Regions from separate parts of the Zea mays genome. Here region 1 is linked to region 2. A link is a contact called in public Hi-C data. All regions are on one chromosome and are shown on one strand. Each heading gives the region's core, a stretch centred on a gene start, on an enhancer-like site or on the middle of the called end of the contact. The rest is flanking DNA. Distances are from core to core; before and after follow the strand shown. Region 1 holds the start of LOC100278700 (CASP-like protein 4B1). Region 2 holds the start of LOC111589298.

The links. Hi-C and Micro-C count contacts between places; a contact is called where the count stands out from the background.
Region 1: a contact with region 2 is called in a Hi-C map of root tip, with 2.4 times the contacts expected there. The contact joins the promoter of LOC100278700 here to the promoter of LOC111589298 in region 2. A contact is called at or near these places in 4 of 25 Hi-C or Micro-C datasets (ear, leaf, root tip and 1 more).

What each region holds. Positions count from the first base shown.
Region 1 is chr5:3,081,073-3,086,411 of Zm-B73-REFERENCE-NAM-5.0, reverse strand. It overlaps LOC100278700 (CASP-like protein 4B1), which reads right to left and starts at 2,858. Exons shown (of 3, transcript NM_001151891.2): 1 at 2,545-2,858; 2 at 2,311-2,449; 3 at 1,749-2,166. The coding sequence starts at 2,768. The coding sequence ends at 1,975. It also overlaps the pseudogene LOC103627951.
Region 2 is chr5:2,912,286-2,917,069 of Zm-B73-REFERENCE-NAM-5.0, reverse strand. LOC111589298 reads left to right here and starts at 2,835. Exons shown (of 1, transcript XM_023300099.2): 1 at 2,835-3,511. The coding sequence starts at 2,914. The coding sequence ends at 3,195. LOC100191263 reads left to right here. Exons shown (of 5, transcript NM_001136697.1): 4 at 1,728-1,914; 5 at 2,014-2,334. The coding sequence ends at 2,164.

The DNA.
Region 1 (5,339 bases), core at 1,609-4,108, 170 kb before region 2:
AATGAGCAGAATGTAATGTCTAGCTCCTCGAGCTGAGGGAAGCAATTAACTGCCTCTGCAAAACCTTGATTAGTGACGTAATGGCACAGGCAGAGATGGAGGCTCTTCAATGAGGGGGCCCTGCATCAGAGTTGGTAAATCTGGATGAGCTTGTTTTTAGTCAATCCAAATAATCAGGTCTCAGACCCAAGCTAATTTCTAAGATCATAACATGCAGCGTAAAAAATTGTGCTACAAAAGTTGCCAAAAATGGTTACAAGCCAGTTCTTAAATCAATCAATAATAACATACCGAAAACTATCTAAAACCTATTTAGAAGGCAAAATTCAACACGCATACTGTCTTAGGTGACACTGTACAGTTAGTCTATGTATGCCATCTTGCTAAAGGATTGCGAGGATAACGAACCACACTAAAACACCACTAACAGAGGTAAGCATTATCTCAGCATAAATGAGAAATCAAACTTGCTAAAGTTGGTAACTGTTGTAAACCAAAAGCCGATGCAGCAGCACAAACAGATGATAGGTTTGTCAGTTCAATTTGTGGAACATGAAGCAAACAGTTGCACCCAGTAAACACTAAACAAACAAAAAAGATCAGTTCTGACTACGAAGTCATTTACAGGCATTGGCTTACACCAACACTAAACGACACGAGTAATTTCAAGTAGAAGAAAGAAAGTAACCACTGATGATAGTAAAAATTTGGCAGCAGACAACTCAATTACACGATGATCTTTTCCTTTGACGGTGTGGAGGACGCGGAGAGGTGCGAGGTGCCGAGGATCCACACGTCCTCGAGCTCCATGAAGTTTAGCGGCCACCACGCCGGGACAGGGCCAAACTGCCGCCACCACGCCGGGACAGGGCCAAACTGCCGCCACGATACGCGTACAAGCGCACCGGACTCGACCAGACCCGCCAGCGAGGGGTTCCCTGCGGCGGCGGCGGCACCCCAACCAACTCGTAGATTCTAATCGTCTGCAACAATCAAACGCAAAAATACGTATACCACCATAGAAAATAAGCTTGAGCTAATACCTCTGGAGAAAGCCCTTCTGGAGTCAGCCCCTTCTGTGAGCTCCAAATCCAAATCGCTGGAGTCGGCTTTGAAGTCCTCATCGTCTTACGCAGCGAACGAGCGTCTGCCGCCCCTCTTGAACTTCTTCTTCGGCTGCTAGATGTCCCACTCCATGAGCCGGCGCGGCGCTGGCTCGCGAAGGTCGGCAAGGATCGCGTCGCCGCACAGCACGGAGCGGGGTTGCGGGGTGGGGACTCCATGGAGCGTCCACACCATGCAGATCGGTCTTCCAGGGAGATATTGGGAGCGGTAGATCGGGGGGAGGGGGAGTAAATCGCGCATACGTACAGAGACTCCATGGAAGGCGTCCACGCGATGCAGAGATTGGGAGCGACAAATCGGGTACTTCATGTAGGTGAGGCAGATCGGGGGAGTGGATCACGCGGATCGACATTCCAGGGAGAGATTTGGGAGCGGCAGATCGAATACTTCCATGGAGGTGAGACAGATCGGGGGGAGTGGATTGCGCGGACGTCATTGCTAGAAGTGGAGATCACGGCGAGGAGAGGCGGGTCCACGTGCGGGCGAGGGGGGAGGGGCGGGCGAGATTTCTGCGGCGGGACGACAGTCGGGGAAGATGGGGCGGCGCGATGTGCGGGAGCGGGGGCACGACAACTGTGGACGCCCTCCTTGCTGTCTTATAGAGTAGTAATAGATATATATATATATATATATACTGTATTGGCTTTTGAAAGGATCATTCTCAGTGAGTTTGACTTTCGTCTTTGCATGGTCTATGTAAATTAAACAGTAGTTACACATTCCATCTTCTTTATCAGAGAGAAAAAGAAATATGCTCAACTAACAATTGGAGGCAATACTATATGAACAGTGTCGAGGTTGGGTAACGTGACACATCACACATGAGATGGTAGAGTTGTGATTCACAGGCTATACAAGAGCCTCCATGGAGAGGTTGTACCCGGAGACGAGAGCAGAGAGGCCAATGGCCACGAACGCGAAGAAGGCCATGCTGATCGCCGCCGCCGCCGAGTCCGTGAACAGGTTATCCGCCGCCTGGCGCATGTAGTCCGTCACCGGCGCCGCCGCGGACATGGCCGATATCAAGAAGTAAGCGACGACCTGCACCAACGTTTCCAGATTTTCCATCAGAGAAAAAAAAAAGCGAGACAGACAATAGTAATCGGCGGTTGGCGATCGGTGGGTGGATCGGATCGGATCGTTCCACGGCGGCGCACACACACGCGCACCGGATGAACCCACCACCTGGTCTCCGGCGAAGTCGACGACGGCCGACGCCTTCCTCGCCGCGATGAGGTCCCGCCCGGAGCCGAGGCGGTGGACGTCGCGCAGGACCTGCGCCGTGGCGTACAGCCACGCCACGATCGAGATGCCCAGGCAGTAGCTGCACGCTTGGAAACTCAGCACTGCATCGATTCCAATGGTCGATCGATCGAGAATGGGTGGTGCTGGTTAATTTGGTTAGCCTACTGTACTGACTTGTATTCGGGGTACTCGCGGAAGTCCTGGCTGCCGCCGTGCTGGTTGGACGCCATGACGACGAGGGCGAGGAGGGAGAAGAGCCACGCCAGGGCCCGCAGCAGCAGCCGCGCCCGCGCCGGCGCGCCGTCCATCTTCCACCGCTGCACCATGGACCTCACCCCGCCAGCGTCAGCCGGCCCGCCCCCGGCGCCTCCATCGGCGGCCGGGCCGGACTCTGACATATGCAGATCTCTCGATCTCGATCGGGTTGCGCGTTTGGTGACTGGCTGGCTAGTTGCTTTCCTCCTCGGCCAGGGACGCAAACGCAACTTGGTGGTGGACCACGAGGCAGAGCCGGCGAAAGCGAAACCGACGTGGTTGTACCGCTACGGAGCTGTGAGTCTGTGACAGTGTGACGACGGGCCAGGCACCTGCACCTGCACGGGCACGGGTGATGGTGACGCCGTGACAGTGACGCGCGACTCGGTTGGGCAGAGCACCCTGCATGGCTGCATGCACCAGAGGCCCCCTAGAAAAATAGAGATGATGGCAGGCAGGCAGGAACGAAGCAAGGTATACTATCGAATCAAACGATCACTAGTTTTAGTGCAGTACAGAAAAACTATAGTATTTATGTAATAGACATCTGTAAACCATGGTATTTGTAAACCACGGTTTTAAATAACTGAAGTACCAAACAGGGCCTCTGTGTTCAAAATTACAGGCTCACATTTATTCACCTATGGGCCAAACAGGGCCGTCGTGATCCTCGCGCTGTCGCTGCTCCGCTCAGCCCAGCCCGTCCAGGCGGCGCTGTCGCTGCTCCGCTCCCTGTCATCGCTCGGGCAGTTCAGCATCCTCGCCGACGCCTGCACCGTGCTGGCTGTGGCCTGGCCACCGTGGTGAAGCAGGACCTCCAGGCTCCAGCTCCTGGCCACGCGCGGCGAGCAGCCGTTCGGGGGCCGGGACGCGGTCGCGGGGCTCTGGGGCGTCGCGTTTGCCGCCCGCTTCGTCGTCTTAATTCTGCTTCAAGGGCTTCTGCATGACGCTGGTGCTCGAGGCGTCCATGGCCGACCGGAGCAGGTTCCGCCCCGTGCTCGTGCAGGCCATCGCCGGCGTCACAGTCGTGTACATCTGCTTCGGCGCCTGTGGTTACCTCGCCTACGGCGACGCCACCAAGGACATCATCACGCTCAACCTACCGAGCACCTGGTCCGCCGCCGCCGTCAAGGTCAAGAAAACTCGCTCGTTCACGAACGTGTCGTCGAATCGATCGACACGCACGGCCGGCCGGCCCCATCGGCCGATGAAACGAAACCGATCGCGAATTAAAAAAAAACGGTTACTTTTTCGTGCAGGTGGTGCTGTGCAGCATCGCGCCGTGGACCGGGCGGCCCTGCACGCGAGCCGCGTGGTGGTGCTGGTGGCGCTGTCCGCTGTGGCGTGCTTCGTGCCGGCGTTCGGGTCGTTCGCGTCCTTCGTCGGGAGCACGGTGTGCGCGCTGCTCTCCTTCGTGCTGCCCGCGTGTTGTTTCACCTCCGCGTCGTGGACTGGGGCATCCTCCTCTTCGGCCTCGCGTTCGCCGCGCACGGCCTGTATGCCGTCCTGTCGCGGCACTGACGTTCCCATCCCAACACACGAGTTTGAGTTTCTCTTCCTCGCGCGCTTGTGCTGATAAGATAAAAAAAGATACAGCAGTTTCGTACACAAAATTGGTTGATTGATACGTTTGGTTTGGACTAGAGGATTTGTTCACTCCGGCGGTCCTGCCTGTTTGGAAGCAAGAAATGTGAAATATTAGCTCCAATTTTTTTAAAAAAAAATACGGAGGTAGTAATTTATTGTTTCTCGATGAATCAGAACCGCACTAATTAGATATAAAATCAGATTTTTTTTTTACAATTGTATTTTGATGGATCATAATCACATTAACTGGATCTGGCGCTGTACGTCGAGGACGCTGTCCCCGGTTTCGGGAGCACGAAACGATAAATTTGCATCGACTCGGATTAAAGTGATGTTTGGTTCAATCAAGTGAACGTTAACGACAACGGGATCGACTGCCTCCCCTATGTGTTACAGTGTACTGGTGCTTAACACCCTTTGTTTGGTTCGGCAACGTTCTCCATTTCCGTAACAACCTGAACATAACAAGCAGGCTTTCAACGACTCCACCAATACTAGTTGGGAGTATAGATGTCCAGCAAACCCAAAACCTGACTCGAAGCATGTTTTTTAGCCTGATACGAGCTCAGCCCACCATCGTTTAAAACGGAAGATCTAGTCTAGACCAGCACGAATAAGCGGGCTAGATCCGAACAAAGAATCATATATAGCTAGACAGGAACAAAGAATCAGACCCGAATAAAAAATGGAAAATAAGATGGGATAGATAAACTTTAAGAAGGAACATGCATGGGAGGTGTGTTGGAGCAGAAAAAACAACCGTTGATCATTGGCAGGTGAATATACGTGAATTGGTTAGGAGATAGATGCATCATGCATGATGGACATGCTCTTGAATTGGTTAGGTCAGCATTTACTGCACGCTTGCAAGTTGGGCGGGGGCGCTGCGGCGTGCGTGCCCCGGCCCATAACTTGTCAAAGCTCTTGCAAGTTGCATGCATGCATGATAACACGTGCGACTGGTGAGCGCGCGCACACACACCTCATCCGCCTGCACACGGATATACTACTAAAGTAATCATGCCTGCATGCATGCATGGAGCCAGCAGGATGAGACACCTGGATCGGCCGCGGACGCGCACTGGCCGGCCGGGGACGATGATGTCCTTGAACTTGAAGCGAAGCTA
Region 2 (4,784 bases), core at 1,586-4,085:
TCTTGATGGACTTGCCGGTGGTTGAGAAACCAATACCAGCTATCCTTATGAACTGTGACAATCAGACAGTGATTGCTAAAGTGACGAGTTCTAAGGATAATGGAAAGTCATCAAGACATGTCAAAAGACGATTGAAGTCTGTCAGAAAGTTGAGAAACTCCGGAGTTATAAGTGTGACTTATATTTCAACAGATAAAAATCTGGCAGATCCTTTTACCAAGGGACTATCACGTAATGTGATAGAAATCGCATCGAGAGAGATGGGTATGAGACCTGAATAAAGTTGCCATGGTGGAAACCCAGTCTATGTGATCGGAGATCCCGTGAATTAGGTCCTGGGAAGAACAAGCCATTGGTGAACTGAGGAGAGTAACCTTTGACCCTCTCTAAGCAAAGATGCAATACTCTCAAATACTGTAAGACAGGTTGGCTTTGTGCCTTAATGTGTTCTGTTGGCTTGTATTAGCAAAGATGTGTCCTGCAGAACATTCTTGAAAGAACACACCTATATGAGTTAGACTGTCTAACGTCACAGTTTATGAGATCTGGGTGATCTCTAGTAAACTCATGAAGAGACCTTGGAGTACGACGTATATGCTCCACCCGAGAAGGGGACTACTGGTAGCCAAGTACTGGTCATGACTTCATGTGAAACCCATTCACGCAAAACTTGCAATTCAAGGCATAGTCCATTGTCCAAGTTGTGAGTTGGTGTAGCTTGGAGTTTTAGGCGGAAGTTCAACTTAACAGTCTCTGCTGAAAAACTAGTATATTAAACAGTAGTGAACAGTGGCGGAAAAATGCAGATGGGCATTTGAGATCTGGTGGGGATTGTTAGGATTTATGGGCTTGGTCCAGTTAAGAAATTCAAATAAATCTCAGGAAAATCTCAAAAGCCCATACAAGTGGATGACTAGGGAATAGGTGGAACCAATAGCACCATATTGCTAGTTTTAGTGAAGTAGAGCTAGCTTAAATATGGAAGCCACACTCACTCACCAAGTCATGGATGGGAGGAGAGAGTGTGGAGAGCCACACGCGCGCGCTCGCTCGCCTCGCCTGGCCTGGCCGGGGCGGGGCGGGGCGAAGGGCGCGGGCGCACGACATGCGCGTGAATGGTCCGCCGAAATCCGGCCCCTCGCCTTGCGGGGGCGCGGCTAACTTTTGCCGTTTGATTTTTTGGTGGCTGTTACGTTTATCCTAACCGATCGCTATAAAATCTCAACTGATTGCGAGATTTTGTGGGCGGATAAGATCGAAGGTCGCGGACTCGGCCCTATAAAAGGAGCTCGGCAGCCAGCCTCCAAATCATCCCAGTTCGCTTTCGCCTCTCTTCACAGCTGAGCCGCCTTCCAGTTCTCTTCATTCCGACCGCAGAGGTGCATCTGCGATCAGGAGAGCAGGTCTCCGGAAACCTTCGCCTTCTAGATCATGTACCAGGAGAGGGCGAATAAGGTTTTTGGGAAGCGTCTTCACGCGACTGCTCGTGATCTTCTGACCTCGTGGACCCTGCTGATTTCGCTACTTCGACGTCGTCGATCATGCTTATTCCGGCGCGCGCCATCTATTAGTATGTCTAATCAGTTCGCATCATCTGATTTGACTTTTTACTTCAGTGCTTCTGATTTTGTCATGATTTATATTCAGAATTTAATCTAAAATTTGTCTAATTATTCAATAATGAAGAAGAAAATAAAGGATGGATGCCGGCCTGTTCGTCGTCGCAGGTTGCACGGAGGAGTACAGGGACATCTGGATGGGGGCGGTGCATGTGCACGACGCCGCCATGGCGCATATCCTGGTGTTCGAGAGCCCGGCAGCGTCCGGGAGGCACATCTGCGCCCAGTCCATCTCCCACTGGAGCGACTTCGCGGCCAAGGTCGCCGAGCTGTACCCTGAGTACAAGGTGCCCAAGTAAGCGACCCGACCAGACCATGTCCTGTGACTGTGAAAATGAAAACCTGGATATAGATAGAGCATTGCTTAGCTTAAATTAAGTTGCGTACGTTGCAGGTTCCCCAAGGATACCCAGCCTGGGCTGGTGCGACAGGGAGCCGAGGAGGGGTCCAAGAAGCTCGTCGCGTTGGGGCTGCACTTCAGCCCTCTGGAGAAGATCATCAGGGACGCTGTGGAGGCCCTCAAGAGCAGAGGCTACATTTCGTAGCTAGCCGACCGACGGCAGCTATAGTGGAGTAGTATGCCTGTCGAATTTCGATTCCCAAGTGGCAAATTCTGCAAAACGAGTTCGCCAATATGAACAATAAATAAAGAACGTTGTGATAAAATAAAGCAGATTTTCTGTTGCATTTGGCCCTTCAAAGCATCCGTGGTGGTAAGATTTCCTATCTGTCCTGGTCGGTCGGGCCTGAGCACCTTTTTTTTCTTTAGACAGTATATATATAGTTATTACCTGTTAGAATACCCTGCTTTTTCACCACCTAGGGATTGTTTTATTATATTGCTATAGTGCAAATTGGTTGATCCAAATTAAAACAGGATCTAAAATGGTCGACAGGCTAAGTTTATAATGAACACACACCAAAAAAAAAATCAAGGTGGAATGTGTCCGCAATCGACGCTGCGATTTCGAATGCTAAATAAAGGTAAATCGGTGTTGCGAGACTTGTATAAACACGGACGGACGTAGAAGAGAAGCCATTATGCGTGGCAGGCAGCAGAGCACAAGAGCTATTCAAAGCCGCGGCAACGGAGGGCTGCAATTCACAAACCCCAAAATTAGGTCACCCCGGCCACTTTCAACGCGAACACCGCAAACGGCCATGGATCCCGGCACTATAAAAACCTCACCGTCAGCATTCGAGATGAGCCAGGAACAAAGGAAAGCAATCACAGCCGGACGATCCGAGCAGAGAAGGGGAGGTACCTGCTACGACTAGCTAGATTCCACGCGCGATGGCGCCCACCAGGATCCGCGTGGCCTTGCTGAGCTTGGCGCTGGTGGGGCTGCTCATCTGCCACCTCGCCACCACCGCCTCCGCCGGCAAGAACAGAATCCGCATCCTCGACAGCGTCGACGACTCGGCCGGGGACAACAACAGCTCCGACGCCTCGGCCGGGGACAACAGCACCGACTCCGAGTCGGAAGGCCGCGTCGTCTATTCCGACATGAAGCTGGCTGATGAGACGGGATCTGCGCCGGCTCCGGCACCGGCGCCGGGGCCGACGACCAGTTGAAGCGAGGAAGGTGGCCAAAACTGAGGGCCCGGCTACTATCTTTTGCTATAACTAAAGATAGGGCCAAGTTTAATTTCTCCGATAAATTCTGTCCGAGCAAAAAGTATGATGGGGTTTTTAGTCGAGATGGTAAATAATGTATGACGCGCGTGTGGACCAAGAGTCATGGCTTGCTGTACTTGTGGTTTCTGAGCTGCAACACTCAATCGACTACTAAACTAAGGTAATAACTAGGTTAGTGCCCGTGCGTTGCAACGGAAACATATAATATCATGATAATTTAAAGAGAACCCAGAGAACAATCCTGATTGTACTATTGTATATATTGGCAACCTTGGACATGAGGTAGAACCAAATTACTGCATAACCATGTTCATCGTTCCAATTTGTTCTAGCTCTCCGTGGAGCACATTGTCCCTTCGTATCGGAGGACGGAGAACCGGCTGATTCTCAGAGAACGCCGGTGGGGCAGAGGAAAAAGGACGGAGGGAGAACTCACCTCGACGAAAACCAATGTGACGAGGGCGGACGCGAGGTGACGGTGGAGTAGATGAACAGTCAGGGTGCGAGCACGCCTCATTTACAAATCTCTCATTACCGATTTGGGATCCTACAGGCCTCAAATTCTCTCCCGGCAGGTAGATTCCCGTACTTTGGTATTTTTGTTTGATAGATACATGCCAGCTGCATGCTGGCGCTATATGACAACCATACAATGTTTCTGGTATCAACCTGTTAGTGTTTTAGGCAACGACAAAAGCAACGGTGCTAGCGTTCATAAATATTCTTCAGTACATGGCTCTTCTCCAATTCTTAACTCTTTGATCCCAAGCCTAAACCCAACAATAACGGTTTGCGTCCCTATCAACAGTTCGTGCAAAATTTTGGATCCAATGCCCACATGTCATCGGTTCTACTCTTAATGAGACATAGTTTTCGAAAAGGAAACATAACTAACATAAATCAAATTGGTAAGCAAACTCTACAACGCAAAATGGTACGGAGTCATGAATTAGAAGGTCTCGACAGTTGGGTTGCAACATTTTTTCTTTAAAATTGACAACCAGTAAGTAACATCAAAGAATCATGTAGGGTTTCAACAGTTAGCCTAGACATATTTATGTGTGCCCAGATATCAATTTGATTAAGCAGGATATCAAGAACATAGCAAAGCACTCATCAAGCTTACCTTTCTACATTGTAGGAAGAAGAACGTTTAAGCGCCGGATACCTCTTAGCCGGACCATCTCTTTGCGTCTTCTTGGTCTCAACAAGGCTCCCGCTGAAGTACTCCTGCTCCTACAGCTTTATCCCCATCAACTTGGGGTTTTCTGAGAGACAGTCGAGCTCGCCCATCATCATGGTGCGCGAGATCAGCGGCGAGGGGAGCAACCTAAGGTTCGGGAACCTCGGCTTGCACATCTGAACGACCCCAGCGTTCCCGTGATCCTTCACCGAGAGCGAGCCACAGGTGATGAGCTGCATCAGCACGCTCACCGGCCTCAGCTTCAGGCAGGCGCGCGCGCCGACGTCTTCCTCTTTGAGGATCCTGAAGCTGTCCATCATCACGTTGTCCGGGCGTATCAGTC